Regions from separate parts of the Mus musculus genome. Here region 2 is linked to region 1. The links are chromatin contacts, called in public Hi-C maps. All regions are on one chromosome and are shown on one strand. Each heading gives the region's core, a stretch centred on a gene start, on an enhancer-like site or on the middle of the called end of the contact. The rest is flanking DNA. Distances are from core to core; before and after follow the strand shown. Region 1 holds the start of Plp2 (proteolipid protein 2). Region 2 holds the start of Wdr45 (WD repeat domain 45).

The links. Hi-C and Micro-C count contacts between places; a contact is called where the count stands out from the background.
Region 2: a contact with region 1 is called in a Hi-C map of granulosa cells, with 2.3 times the contacts expected there. The contact joins the promoter of Wdr45 here to the promoter of Plp2 in region 1. A contact is called at or near these places in 9 of 39 promoter capture datasets (the 3T3-L1 cell line, the SN4741 cell line, cranial neural crest and 5 more), 13 of 484 Hi-C or Micro-C datasets (B cells, CD4 T cells, Sertoli cells and 5 more), 15 of 115 datasets of contacts at active chromatin or transcription factors (the 230-238 cell line, CD8 T cells, the HPC-7 cell line and 8 more) and 3 of 9 other capture datasets (adipose tissue, liver and pancreatic islet).

What each region holds. Positions count from the first base shown.
Region 1 is chrX:7,669,497-7,676,647 of GRCm38.p6, forward strand. It overlaps Plp2 (proteolipid protein 2), which reads right to left and starts at 1,894. Exons shown (of 5, transcript NM_019755.5): 1 at 1,647-1,894; 2 at 107-262; 3 at 1-14. The coding sequence starts at 1,742. It overlaps Magix (MAGI family member, X-linked), which reads right to left. Exons shown (of 6, transcript NM_018832.2): 4 at 6,604-6,840; 5 at 6,345-6,513; 6 at 3,670-5,695. The coding sequence ends at 5,406.
Region 2 is chrX:7,719,087-7,726,381 of GRCm38.p6, forward strand. It overlaps Wdr45 (WD repeat domain 45), which reads left to right and starts at 3,134. Exons shown (of 11, transcript NM_001290792.1): 1 at 3,134-3,292; 2 at 4,763-4,834; 3 at 4,938-5,012; 4 at 5,101-5,205; 5 at 6,845-6,950; 6 at 7,112-7,206. The coding sequence starts at 4,780.

The DNA of each region.
Region 1 (7,151 bases), core at 644-3,143:
GATCTGAAGAAGTCCTGCGAAGTGGGCCAAGAAAAAGGTGAGAGCTGCAGACCATTCCAACGTCCCAACCCCTGCCCAGCCCCGGCACTGCCGGCCCCTTTCTCACAGTCCAAGGCCAGTTGATGAATGATATCTTGGAGTGCAGGTCACACGTGTAGAAGACAAGTAAGACAGCAGCACAGATCATCTCAATCACCGACAGGGAGGAGTAGGCCGATGTTGTAGATGCACTGAAGCAAATCAAGATCACCAGGCACAGTATCTGAGAGGGGAGCAACGGAGCTCAATCAGCCACGGGTTAAAAGCAATGGTTTAAATTAGAAAAGAGGGAGCCGGGCTTGGTGGCGCACGCCTTTAATCCCAGCACTCAGGAGGCAGAGGCAGGCGGATTTCTGAGTTCGAGGCCAGCCTGGTCTACAGAGTGAGTTCCAGGGCAGCCAAGGCTATCTATACAGAGAAACCCTGTTTTGAAAAACAAAAAAACAAACAAAAAAAAATTAGAAAAGAGGGCTCTCAAACCTAAATATCCATGGGGGAGGGGAGGAAATCTACTTTCCAAGATGTAGCTCAGTGGCTGAGCATTTGCATAACATATGCAAGGCCCTAGGTTGCACCCACGCTCCAGAGACGGTAGGGGAGGATGGGGAAGAAAGAGAAAAAAAAAAAACATTTTTCTCAAATAACTACCAGGAGTGAGAAAATGACATCTGATAATTACGAAACACCTCTCGCATGCTCAGTGTTCTTCCAAGCATTGTCTAAGGGCTTTACACGTCGTATTCCACTTAATCATCACGAGAATCTAATGAGCTAGATACATTTATTTTACACAGGAGGAAAGTGAGTCACAGAGAGGTTAAGTGGCTTGCCCAGGGTCAACCAGTAAGAAAAATGCCGAATTATGTGCTTCAGTTCTCCTTTCCCTGAGGGGAGTGGCTCTGCCAGGTGTTTTGTGAGCGCTTGTGGCGCCAGCGTCCATGCCTTGAGGGGGAGGGACGTTCGGTTCCCCAGGCAACCCCTTTGGGAAGGGGGGGGGGGGAGACTGACACTAGAAGGGCAGGGCTCCGTTAAAGGAACCGCACCTCTTTTATGAGTGACCCAAAGGCGGTGCCCACTTGGAGGGGGATGGAAAAACCAAGGTTCCCTATAACCATCCAAAGAGCAAAGGACCTCCCATCCAGTCCCAAATGGGCAAGGAAGAACTGGCGAAGTGTGGAACGCCCTACCCTAGAGGGGACTAGCTCTACCCCACCCCAACAGGCCCCGCCTTTAGGCGCACTGCCAGCCCGCCAGCTAGTGCCCAGGCCGGCCACGCCCTGCCACGAGAGGCTCCCACTCCCCAGGACCCCTTCTCTCCGACCACTATGAACCTACACCCACACACGCACCCACACATCCCCAGCCCCCAACATTAGTTATAGATAACTCACCTCACCAGTGAACCACCAGCTCTCCACCCCTTCGCCCATGCCCCACCGAACGCCCTGCATCTTGGCTGGCTTCGACCCTCCTCCACAAACTCACCCACCTGCATCCCACTGGCAAGCAGCTGGACCACGTGCCTGCCTCAACCGCCACAGTCCCGTACCCAGTGGTCCAGCCTGCACACTCAGCCTCTACCCAACCTCCGGCCGGGGAACACTCACAATCTCAGCAAACAGGAGAATTCCCTTTTTGGTGCGCGAGAAGCTGGTGCAGGCTAACCAGCAGCCGGGGGCCGAGAGACGCTCAGAATCCGCCATGGTGGTGTACTGGAGTCCCTGGGACGCAGAAGCTCTGCTTTCTGGCTCACGGGTTCGAGGTCGCTGCACACCCAGCCGTCTGTCCCGCCGTCTGGCCGGGAAGGGGGCCCCCCGGGCAAAGGAGGGAATGAATCACCGCGCCTAGCAAAGCAGGCGGGGCCGGAGGGGGCCGGGCCAGGTGGAGGCCGCCCCGGAAGCCCCCTTTGCCCTGCGGCCGAAGACGATACGGGTCCCGCACACAGCCTTATCTACAAGGTGCCTGGAAACTCCAGGTACCAGGAGCAAGAATATGTAGACCCTTCACTTTTTCTTTCTTTCTTTCTTTCTTTCTTTCTTTCTTTCTTTCTTTCTTTCTTTCTTTCCTTCTTTCTTTCTTTCTTTCTTTCTTTTTAATGCAAAAGAGCTACCGAGGGAATCTGGCTTTGGAAGGGAGTGACTCGATTTTCTACTTTTGAACTTAGCCAAAAGGTCAAGAAGTAATAGTTTCCTTAGCTGAAAAAGGGGTAGCTGAGGCCCTGTTTAAACTCGAAATTCTCGAGGCCAGGTATGTTTCCTGAATTCGGAGTGCTCTGAATTTTAAAAAGTTTTCCCTTTGCATAGAGCAGTGGTTCTCCACCTGTGAGTAAGGACCCCTTTGGGGTCCAACGATCCTTTCACAGGGGTCCCTTGAGATCATCAGAAAACACAGATGTTTACACTGCAATTCCTAACAGTAACAAAAATGCACTTATGAAGTGGCAGCAAAAATAATGTCGTGGTCAGGAGTCCTACAGCATGAGGAACTGTATTAAAGGGTCGCAGTTTTAGGGAGGTTGAGAACCACCTAACAGGCAGGGTCTGAGGTAGTAAGACTTAATTCCCCCTGGATCTGGTGTAATTGTTCACAATAAGTGAGATGAATAAAAATTGAAAGGTGTTTCTGATTGGGTCAGGTCAGGTTCTGTAGTCAACTGGTACCAAACTGGGATGAGGAGGATGCAGTCAGTTCCCAGAGTTTGGGCAGTGGTGGTGACAGTGCTGCAGAGACTGGGAACGGAACCTGGTGATCGACCTGGTGGATACTAGTGACTATATCATCAGTCTGCTTCGAGCCTAGCCCCCCCAGTAACCCGTGCTGGCCAATTCCAGGCAAGACTTCTTCTCGGCCTCGGTACTGGACCTCTGTTTTATGGTTCTGAGAAGAGAGGCCAAACAAGCTTTAGGGAAAGACTAGAGAAAGCACACATTTTTGCTGAGAGTTGGGCAAGGTAAGGGGATGGTCTTTGAGTATAATTTGGGGTACAAACGTTGACTTTTTGAGGTGTGTTCCTAAGCAATTAATTAATTCCTTCTGGCCTTCGTCGTGTCTAACTCTGAGACATGTGCCTGGTTACCTGAAATCAGGACACTCCCCCCACCCCAATGTGTTCTGGACATTGGTTTATACTCAAGTATAACGCAATCACTGAAAGGCTAGAATTCACCCTAAGGTCCTGCCTGCCCCGCCCCAAACATAGGTCCCTTCCAAATGAAGAAAGGGGTTCCCTTTTACAGTCACCATTGTTGAGAGAATGCCTGAGTAATGGAAAGGTTGAAACATTTTCCCCAGTGTTGAGTGCCTGCATTCAAGCAGGGACAAATACCTGAACTTGTGGAACATGACAAACTTAGCTCTGGCCTCTGTACTCGCCGTTCTCATAACTGTCGTGCCCCTCCCCCACAGCGTTGGCTTCATTTGGCTTCTGGTCTTTCAGGTTCCACTTCAAAAGCTGTGTCTTCAAGCAGGCTAGCAGCCCACCACCCCTCCCACAGTCTAGCTGGTCCTTTTTGCTTTGATGTTGTTTGTTTGAGCCAGTCTCTCACTGGGTAGTCCAGCATGGCTTAGAACTCGTGATCCTCTTGTCTTGGCTGGCCACGTGGAGAAATTACAGGAATACAACAATCTCCAGCCATAACCTTTATTATTATTATCATTATTATTATTATTTCTGTAACTATCAATTCTCTTGGAAGTTATCTTTTATGGATTCTTGTCATTCTTGTCTGACACTGGTCTACTTTTACTATCCCTGGAGTCACTGTAGAACTACTCTAGAGCAGGTATATGGTCGAGGTTCAACTGGGACTTGTCAAATACGGTTAAGATTATGAGGAAAGGCTTCCAAACCAAGCTTTAACTAATCCTGCTTTGAGCTCTCCACCATCCAGTCTATTTGCGATCGCTGGGCCTCGTTTTCCCCCTTTGGGAAATGACCTAATGCTGAGTAGGCATGTAAGTAGATGAAATAAAAACCCCCATTAAAGCTAGTAGCAGGGTAAAGCTAAACTAAGTAAATGGTGGCTGAGGTTACTATATTAGTCCCCTGGGTGTGGCTGTTTAGGAACTGTGTACTAGAACCCTTTCCTGACTTCTGGGGAACCATACTCCCACTGTACTCTGAGTCACATGTCACCACACACTAACACTTCAAGTGCTCACTTTTTTATACCCCAGCTGCTAGCTGTCCCTGTTCGGATTGCAGTCTGCCCCACCCCACCCCCACTGCCACCTGAGACTCAGGACCTGTCATTTCTCCCCTTCCCCCCCTCCTCCTTATGGGGTGGGGGGGAAAGTTGCCTGTTTAGACCACAACTTCCCTCTTTGGGGGATGGGATTGAGGATGCAGGATGTGGTTAGCAGCAAGGTGACTGGACATTTGTAGCATTGGCCAGGACCTGCTTTGTGGCTCCCTGGGTTGGAGTCTACTGTCCATATAAGCTTTTGACAGTAGGATTCAACTCCCAGGGCGGAGGAAACTTTAGTCTCGTCCCAGGCTAGGACCGCCTGGTGCAGTTTGTCACCGTCTAAGGAAAAGAGGAGGCGTGGCCCAAAGACTTCTTCTAACAGCCCTTTTTAGCCTGGCCTACTGGAGGCGCTGACTCACACCTTCCCCGCTCTGTCTCCAAGTGGGGTCCAAGGCCCCAGCCCGCGCCCCTGGGACAGCAGTCTATACACCACAGTTAAAGCTAGTTTTTCCAAGCCGGAAGTGGGAGACCACAGACTCTGGGTGGAGGAAGGCGCCAGAATTCTAGATTTGCTATCTTGATGTCAGCTAAGGGTCTGAAGAATTCCATGCGGGAATCCTGAGTTTACTGGGACACTCCCACAACAGGCCTACTTCTGCATTCCCCACATCACAAGCAGTAATGTGCGTACTCGGAAAGTGAAATGAATGAATGAAGGGCAGGGATTAGCAAAGCAAACTGGGAAGCAAGCAGAAATAAAGACCCATCTGGAGGCATGAAGGAAGCTGCACGTAGCTTTCGGGTGGTTTCGAAGGGACTTCATCGAAACCAGATCAAGCCACCCCTCCCTTCCAGGGTGGACTGGGAAACCTCACCCCGCCTAGAGCACCTAGCAAGTCAGAACTGGATCCAACTATTTTATTACCTCCCGGTCGGGAAGGGACTAGGAGAAGCTGCGCGCACGCGGACGTGGGGGTGGTGGGGTGCGAGCGCTCTGGGCTCTGGGAGGGCCATACCACTGGCGTCTTGAAGGGGTGGGGACCACTCCACTGTGCAATGTGCAGTGGGAAGGTACTAAACCAGGTTAAAGCTCTAAGGGAAAAGCTTAGAGCCTGGCGGTCCTGCATGCTAGAACCTTATGGGACCTCACCTAGTGAGCACAAAGCTGTCTATTGGTGCTCAATGCCTCCGCCTTCCGGCTGCCATCTCCAGAGCAAGCTGCGCGCCCCCACCCCGAACCCCTAGAGCCCGCGAGAGCCGGTCCTCGCTGGGCACCAGCCAGGGCCCAGGGGTACCAGGGATACGGTTTTCCAGGTCTTCTGTGGGGTGCTCCACTGCGCGAACCACGTGGCCAATAGCCACTGCCTCTGGACTAGGTCTGGGACTGGTCCGGGTCTTGGGCCGGTGGTGAACTGGGGAAATGGTGCTGCGAGACTCCACCCTGCTTCCCCTAGGATCTAGGCTGCGATCTGGAGATAGCAAGACTAGGGGTTAGATTGGGTGGTGGAATAGACAATGGAAATCGGGGCCTTAGCTAAGAGTGGCCAGAAAAGCCCTTAGAGACAATTCTCATCAAGGCCTAAAGGTGTCACTCCATCACAAACCTCAACATCCCCGCCTCCAAATAAATATACCTCTTCAATCCAGGACATGCTCCACAGAAATCATTGCCCAAAGGCAATCAAACCCTGATCTTGGCTTTTGAACCACGAAGCTTTCCCCTTGTGAGTGTTCCAAATCTCTTCTCTCTCACCTCTCCTTCTTTGGCTCCCTGCTCTTTCAGTTACTGATCAGTTCTTAAAGATTGGGGGGTGGGGGTGGGGGTTGGATCAGGTCTCTCCTGCCACTGTGTGGGACCTTAGGGATCAAGCTCAATGTCATCAGGCTTGGTGACAAACATCTTCATCTACTGAGCACTCTTGCCAGCCCTTTTCTTTGTCTCTCACGAGTAAACTCCCTACTCTCTAAAAGAGTATCTGGGAGATGGAATCCACAGGGCTTCTCAGGTGGTTAGGCAACCTCTTTTTCCTCAGGATCCAGCCTTTCCACTCTCTGAGCCTCCCCTTCCCCTCTCTGATCTCTGCCTGCCTCTCTTCTCTGGGAAATCCACCACCTCACCTGTCTTCCGATGTCCTCCAACCTCCTTGATCCTACTGCCATCCATGTCTTGAGGCCTTTGAAGTACCAGGCAAAGGTGGGGGCCTCCAGTTCGAATCCTCTCCACCACCTGGGCATGAGTAAGGCCCTGTGTTGACTGGCCATTGATATAGAGCACGAGGTCACCAGCCTGCAAGAACACAGTGCTGTATGAAGGGCAGATGGAGACTGGACAAAGATAAGGACCACATCTATGAATGGACTGTTGCTTAGAGCTGACCTGCAAACGACCACATCGCTGTGCTGGCCCATCCTTCAGCAGTCCATGCACGGTCAATGGAGCATCCCCAGATACATTTCGGCCTCCACTTAAAGTGAGACCAAAACCTGCCGGACCTCGGGTCAGCTCCACAGAAAATCGGCCAGTGGCTTGGGGTACTTTCAAAGCATAGCTTGCCTTATTCTGGGTTACTGGAAGTGGCTCCGTCCATGTACCTAGAGTCTCAGACCTTTGATGCTGGAAAAGGGGCAAGAGTATACATAAATTAGCTGGGTGTGTACCTTAGGATTACTATTGCTGAGATGAGACACCATGACCAAAGCAACTTGGGGGGGGGGGGGGAGGCTTTATTTGGCTTATACTTCCACATCATAGTTCATCACCAAAATGTCAAACCAGGAACTCAAACAGGGCAGGAATATGGAGGCAGGTCGTGATTCAGAAGCCATGGAGGGTGCTGCTTGTTGGCCTGTTACCTATAGCTTGCTCAGCCTGCTTTTATTCTTTTTCTTTTCGAGACAGGGTTTCTCTGGGTAGCATTGGCTGTC
Region 2 (7,295 bases), core at 1,884-4,383, 51 kb after region 1:
ATTAAAGTAGAACGGGTGCTTGTTGGGAGAAAAGGGTTCCAGCAGGAGAAGGAGGGGCAATGAGAGAAGGGGATGGAGAGGATTAAGCAAGGAAAACCCATTATATAAATGAAACTGTCCACACTGTCAAAAGACAAAGGGATTTTAGAAAAAACATAAAAGGAAGACTGATGACTTCAAAGTAAGTTTCATTATAAGGAAGTGTTGCCCCAAGCCCATCTCTCCCCTCAAAGTGAGAGAGAGACACAGAGTTGGCCACACAGGACCATAAAGAACTTAAATGGCCATTTATAACGGAAGGGCTAAACACTGCTGTCTTGGTCAAGGTTTCTATTCCTGCACAAACATCATGACCAAGAAACAAGTTGAGGAGGAAAGGGTTTATTTGGCTTACACTTCCATACTGCTGTTCATCACCAAGGAAGCAGGACTGGAACTCAAGCAGGTCAGGAAGCAGGAGCTGATGCAGAGGCCATGGAGAGATGTTCTTTACTGGCTTGCTTCCCCTGGCTTGCTCAGCCTGCTCTCTTATAGAACCCAAGACTGCCAGCCCAGAGATGGTCTCACCCACAAGGGGCCTTTCCCCCTTGATCACTAATTGAGAAAATAACCCTACAGCTGGATCTCATGGAGGCATTTCCTCAACTGAAGCTGTGATAACTCCAGCTGTGTCAAGTTGACACAAAACTAGCCAGTACAACTGCTATATTTGAATTATGAAATATCATGAGTAGGTTAAAAAAGATGAGGTTAGGGCTGGAGAGATAGCTAAGCAGGTAAGAGCACTGGCTGCTCTTCCAGAGGTCCTGAGTTCAATTCCCAGCAACCACTTGGTGGCTCACAACCATCTGTAATGGGATGTGATTCCTTCTTCTGGTGTGTCTGAAGACAGATACTGTGTACTCATACATACATAAAATAAATAAATCTTTAAGAAAAGATGAGGTTAAGCCTGGCGTGGTGGCGCACGCCTTTAATCCCAGCACTCGGGAGGCGGTGGCAGGCAGATTTCTGAGTTCGAGGCCAACCTGGCCTACAAAGTGAGTTCCAGGACAGCCAGGGCTATACAGAGAAACCCTGTCTCAAAAAACAAACAAGAAGAAAGAAAGAAAGAAAGAAAGAAAGAAAGAAAGAAAGAAAGAAAGAAAGAAAGAAAGAAAAGATGAGGTTAAACAGAAGATTACATGTTAATTGGAGGGACTCTGGCCAGCTTGAGCATGGCCAACCTGGCTCTGGCAGGCCTTGCCCTTCTCATTCCCTCTTCCTTGCTAAAAACCATTAGATTCCATTCCTAAAGCTAGTCCCCAAGGTCTATTCCTTACTTATCCACTTCCTCCTCCTGATGCTGATTAACAAGGTCAAGCTATCAACTGTTGAAATCCAGCAATCAAAAGTGGCCCTTTGGCTCCCCTAATTAACAGGCCCAGTTAAAATGAAACACCTCATCCTAACATGGGGTTTCCCCTTTTACCTTTATAGACCTCCTTTTTCCTATATGCAACGCCTGTCTGGCTTTCTCCTTGGTCCATTTCCCCTGCTCCTCCCTCCTCTATCTCTTGTCTTTGTCTCTTATTCCCTGCCCTCTGCCCCTCTGGGATAAATAAATCTTTTTTGCTGAGAACTTGGTCTTGGGTCCTGAGCTGATACTTCTCCTTTCATTAATAAAGCCTTCACCTCAATGAACAAAATACAAGGGTGACTGAGAATGGTTCCCAATGTCAACACTGGGCCCCCACATGTATACATACTCATGCATGTGTGCCTACACACACATGCAAAATGATACATACACACACATGCACCACATGTATACACACACACAGAGAAATGGAAACAGTCAAAGAAAGGGAGTGTTGGCTGTGATTATTGTTTAACACATTTGATAGGTAAGGAAGCCAGGGCTCAGTGGGATTCAGCAACTTGCCTGTGGATGCACAGCTAAAGAATGGTACAGTAGCCGGGAGGAGGGAATCTTCTAAGGATATGGGATATAGAATAGAATCATATAAAGGGATAACAGGGGAAACTACAACAGAAGGATTAAGTATGGAGGTCAGTATAGAGGAGGGACTATAGAAAGGAAGGGGTGATTAAGACTAAAGGTCTTTAGGCCAGGCTGTGGTGGCGCACACCTTTAATCCCAGCACTTGGGAGGCTGAGGCAGGTGGATTTCTGAGTTTGAGGCCAGCCTGGTCTACAGAGTGAGTTCCAGGACAGCCAGGGCTATACAGAGAAACCCTGTCTCGAAAAAAATAAAAAAAAACATAAAAATTAAAATAAGTAAAGACAGAAGCAGAGTGTTAACTATTATGGCTCTGATTATGGTAAATGCAAGGTAGTTCCCCATTCTTCTTTCCCTTTTATTGACTTTTTTTTGTAACTCAGGATGGCACAAACCCTCCGATCCTGTTTCAACAGCCAGTACTAACTCGTTTATTATTTCTCACAACTGTCGTGCATATTGCACTTATCTCAACACTCTAATATTTCCAGTGTGCAATTTGGGGCCTTTTGTGTTTCCATGTAAGCATTCTCTGTTTGTAGCTTTTGTTAAAAAAGACAGGACCTCATGTAGCCCAAGACAACCTCGACTGTCCCTCGCCAACTACTAGCACTACAGGTGTGTGAGCAATCACGCCCGGAGCACTCACATTTTACGGTAACAAAGGATCTTTTTGTAAAGAGCTAGGAATAGGGTGGGGAAAAGAAAGTAAAATTCCACTCTTATCTTTCCCCTACTCAAGCTGATCTCAACTTTCAAGATCTTTTATTCCAGCCAGGAGCACCCAGAGCCACAAGGTAAACAAACATTGATAGCCACTCTAGCCCAACTCGGAGAACTCGTTAGCCTGGGAGGTTTGCCCCTCTATCTCTCCGTGAGTTAACGAGTTCAATGCTTGGCCCGCTTCCGTTTGGGGGTGGGGGCAAGCCCTTTCCCGGGTTCCCTTAGACAGTCCTGCCTTTGGGCAGTCTTTTGTGCCTCCAGTCCCCTAATCCGCCCTCATTCTTTTTCCGGAACTTCCCTCGGAGGACTCTACTACTGCTCGGGATGCTCCACAGGTCCGCCAAGTGGGTGAGAAGAGCCCTGGCTGGAGTCTCTGCCCAGAATGAGTCACTTCCGTTCACAGACTCCCTCCTCCGGAAGTAAGACCTGATGTAAACAGCAGAGCTGGGCACCAAAGCCCGGGAGGTCAGAAATTTGTGCCGCAGGCGGCACCAACGGCTAGGGCAGGGGTCGGGGAGGGGTGATCAAGTCGGCAGAGGTGACGCGCATCTGGAGCAAGATCCAAGGGTTGGTCACGGTCATGGGTTGGGTGTTTCTACTAGAGGTCTTGACAGGTGATGGATGGCTGGGGATATGGGGGCTTGAGTCGGTGCTGTCTTGGAAAGGATCATGGCTTTTGGGAGAGGGTGAGGCGTTTCAATTAGGGTTCTTCGTTAGTGTGGGCATTTGGAGCATAGATTTAAAAAGGGCTCTTGGAAGCTAGTGCTCTCCAGAGTATGGCTCATGTAGAAGCAAGACCCAAGTTTTACGCGAGAAAAGTAGATTTGCGATCTTAGCTGATAGGTGTGCCTGAAGAGAGGTCTTGGAAGAGATGGGATTTGAAAAAAGGACGAGGTTTTTAGGGCAGGAATGTTTAGGGGAGGGAGTCAGAGCAGCAGCAGCAGCAGCATTGGTAGGTTGAGGTTTTCCTAGGCAGGATATGGGTTTTTTTTTTGGGAGGGGGTGGGGCTAGCGTGCCCTAGGGCAGAACCTTCAAGAGATAGCATGGAGACAAAAGGGACAAATTTTAGGGGGAGGGGACTCATGAGTAACATTGTGTAAGCTTAGGGGTCGTGGGTAGACAGTATAGGGAATGGAATGTGTCACATGTGAAGAATTTGGAATGTCAGAGTAATGCCTCGGGTGTGGGGTAGGGTGTGGATTGGTCTTTAGGACTTAAGTAGAGGGAGTGGAGGGGGTTCTCAGGCTTGCCTTTGCCTTGAGAGTTGGTCATATGAGAGAAGGGTTTGGGGAAAGTATGCTGCATGGGAGGATGTAAATGAGATACCCTGGAGGCGAATAAGCCTCCAGGTAAAGTTAGAAGGGCTTGAGGAGGGCAGTTCTGTGGGTGATGGGCCATTCACGGCAGTGAAGATGCAGGAAACCTTAGCTTTTTTTTTTTTTTTTTGTTTTTTTTTTTTTTTTTTTTGAAACCTTAGCTTTTGTTCCACTATTTATTGACAGGTGGAGTTGGGTGCCGGTGTGCAGATGAATAGCTTGTAGAGAGGTTTGAGGTCATATCAAACATTAGAGCTAAGAATGGCTGGGAGGGGGGAGGAGGTACCATGGGATATTCCCTACCCCATTACCCCATGCTTGGTGTTTGTGCCTGTTATGAGGCTTTTTGTCATTATGGGCCGGGATACGTTCTGCCTGTGGTCTTGGTTTAAACAGATACTCTGAGGTATCCTCCACTTGTTTTTGTTTTTTACAGTCTGGCAAAGAAAAGTATCAAAATGGGGAGGAAGCCAGGCGTGGTGGCATACGCCTATAATCCCATCCCTCAGGAAGTGGAGGCTGGAGGACTGCTGGGAATTGAAGGCCAGCCTGTGCTACATAGGGAGTACCAGGACAGCCAGGGATACATAGCAAGACCCTATCTCAAAACAAAATAGACCAAGTGGTGAGGAAGAAGAAATGATTTGGGGGACAGAAGTTGTAGGACTTCAGAGAGGACACTGGGGAACTCTTCACAATGCTGTCTTTTCTTGCGCCTAGGAAGGCCGTCCTGAATCATGACTCAGCAGCCACTTCGAGGTGTGACCAGCCTACATTTCAACCAAGACCAAAGTAAGCTTATGATTGTGTCTTTGTGGGAAAGAAGGAAAAGAAGGGCCAGGGATGACTCTGAGCCCCAGAATACGGGAGTCCGACTGATTCCTTCCATCCCCAGGCTGCTTTTGCTGCGCCATGGAGACAGGCGTCCGGATCTACAATGTGGAGCCACTTATGGAGAAGGGGCATCTTGGTGAGTGGCTGTAGCGGTGGGGCAGTGGGCAGAAGGGCTGATGTGTGCATTGGCATGGACCTCTCCTGACACCCTATTCCCTGTCCAGACCACGAGCAGGTAGGCAGCGTGGGCCTGGTAGAGATGCTGCACCGATCCAACCTGCTGGCCCTGGTGGGCGGTGGGAGCAGCCCCAAGTTCTCTGAGATCTCAGGTAAGCGCTTTCATCCTATACTTGACCCAGATTCCTCAAATTCCTCCCTTCCCACGTATACCCTGAGGGCATGGCAAATAAAGTCCTCAGTGCCTCTTGAGTCCCACAGTAAGGCACAGTTTGGAAGTCATGAATCTTATAGCTTAAGTTTCGTCTCTTTAGTATTTTTTTTTTGAGGCAGGGTCTGTCTAATTCTTTCTAAACCAGGCTGGTCTCAAACTCACACAGTGCTATTGGGGCTGGAGGTATAGCTCAGTGGTAAAACACTTGCCTGGTCTGTACAAGGCCCTCGGTTCCATCCCCTGCACTGTCAATCAGCAAAACTACTTATTGTCTGTCACCTATTTCCCTGGTTCTTGTTTTTCGAGACAGGGTTTTTCTGTGTAGCCCAGGCTGTCCTGGGACTCACTTTGTAGACCAGGCTGGCCTCGAACTTGGAAATCCACCTGCCTCTGCCTCCCAAGTGCTGGGATTAAAGGCGTGCACCACCACGCCCTGCTATTTTCCTGGTTCTTAACAATGGGACACTTACAGGGAGACTACTAATTAATCTACGTACTTTGCATACAAACATGTTAATTTGAGACAAGTTCTTTTGTAGCCAGGTATGACCTTGAATCAGTCTGTCTCCCAAGAGCCAGAATTACAGCCTAATGCTGTAACACCAGACTTTATATATTAGCTCATTTAGTTTTGTGAGGATTTTCTTTTTCTTTTTTGGTGATGTAGGGCTTTTTTTTTTTTTTTGGTTTTTCGAGACAGGGTTTCTCTGTATAGCTCTGGCTGTCCTGGAGCTCACTTTGTAGACCAGGCTGGCCTGGAACTCAGAAATCCTCCTGCCTCAGCCTCCCGAGTGCTGGAATTCAAGGCGTGCGCCACCACGCCTGGCGATGTGGAGCTTTTTGAGACAGGGTCTTTCTCCATAGTCCTGACTGTCCTGGAACTCTCTACATAGACCAGGCTGAATGCAAACTGCTAGGATTAAAAGATGTGCCCCTCCATCCCTGGCTCATTCTGTGTGGTAGGAAATACTGCTAGTCTCTCTCCGTTTTCCTGCTGTGGATGGAACCCAGGCCTTTGCACATGTTCTGTCACTAAGCCATACTCCGACCTCCTTGTCCTCATTTTTATGGATGAGAAAACTGTGGCTCAGTTAATAGACTTACCCAAGATTACACAATTACTAGGCATTCAAAACTTGGAGCTGTCTCTCTTATGCCCTCTTGGTTTGAGTCTCAAGTACCATCTTGTTTTAAGGTCTTTTTTTTTTTTTTCATATTGACCCCACCAATATCTGGCAAGTGTTGTCCTGGGTGAGTCATAGAACCCTAGAACTCATCACAGGACTCTCCTGAGGGTATAGACTGGATTCTGGAGACTGAAGTAGGCCTGATATCAAGCCTGTAACTGGTTGTGCTCATTTGAGCCTTGCTTTCCTTACCTCCAAGTGATAGGGCTGCTCTAGAATGTGCTTTATCAGCGATCTGGTCCACAAGTACTCATGCGGTATGAGGCACACACTGACTATTTGATGAAAGCGGAAGCAAGTGGTTGAGATCCTGTGAGGAGCAGGAGTGGGCACCCAGGCTGCCTGTCACCCTAAACTTTGGTCTTGCCAACCCACCCATCTGCCTGGCAGTGCTGATCTGGGACGATGCCCGAGAAGGCAAGGACTCCAAGGACAAACTGGTGCTGGAGTTCACCTTCACCAAGCCAGTGCTGGCTGTGCGCATGCGCCATGACAAGTGAGCTTGATGAAGACTGGGGACAGGGGCGGGGGCAGGAAGTTCCCACAACAAGTAAGGTAACCTCCCGCCCTCCACCCCCTGCCGCTGCCACTGCCTCCTCGCCTCGCTGGCAGTTGCCCCGTGCTTATGGCCCTCTGTGTTATGTGTGATGTCTCCAGGATCGTGATTGTGCTGAGGAACCGCATCTATGTGTACTCCTTCCCTGACAGTCCAAGAAAGCTGTTTGAGTTTGACACTCGGGACAACCCCAAGGGTGAGAAGACCCAGATTTGCCGGTGTAAGACTGAGGCTGTGGAAGGAACAAGGAGAGGAGGAGCTAAGAGAAGGGGCATCCTGACATTG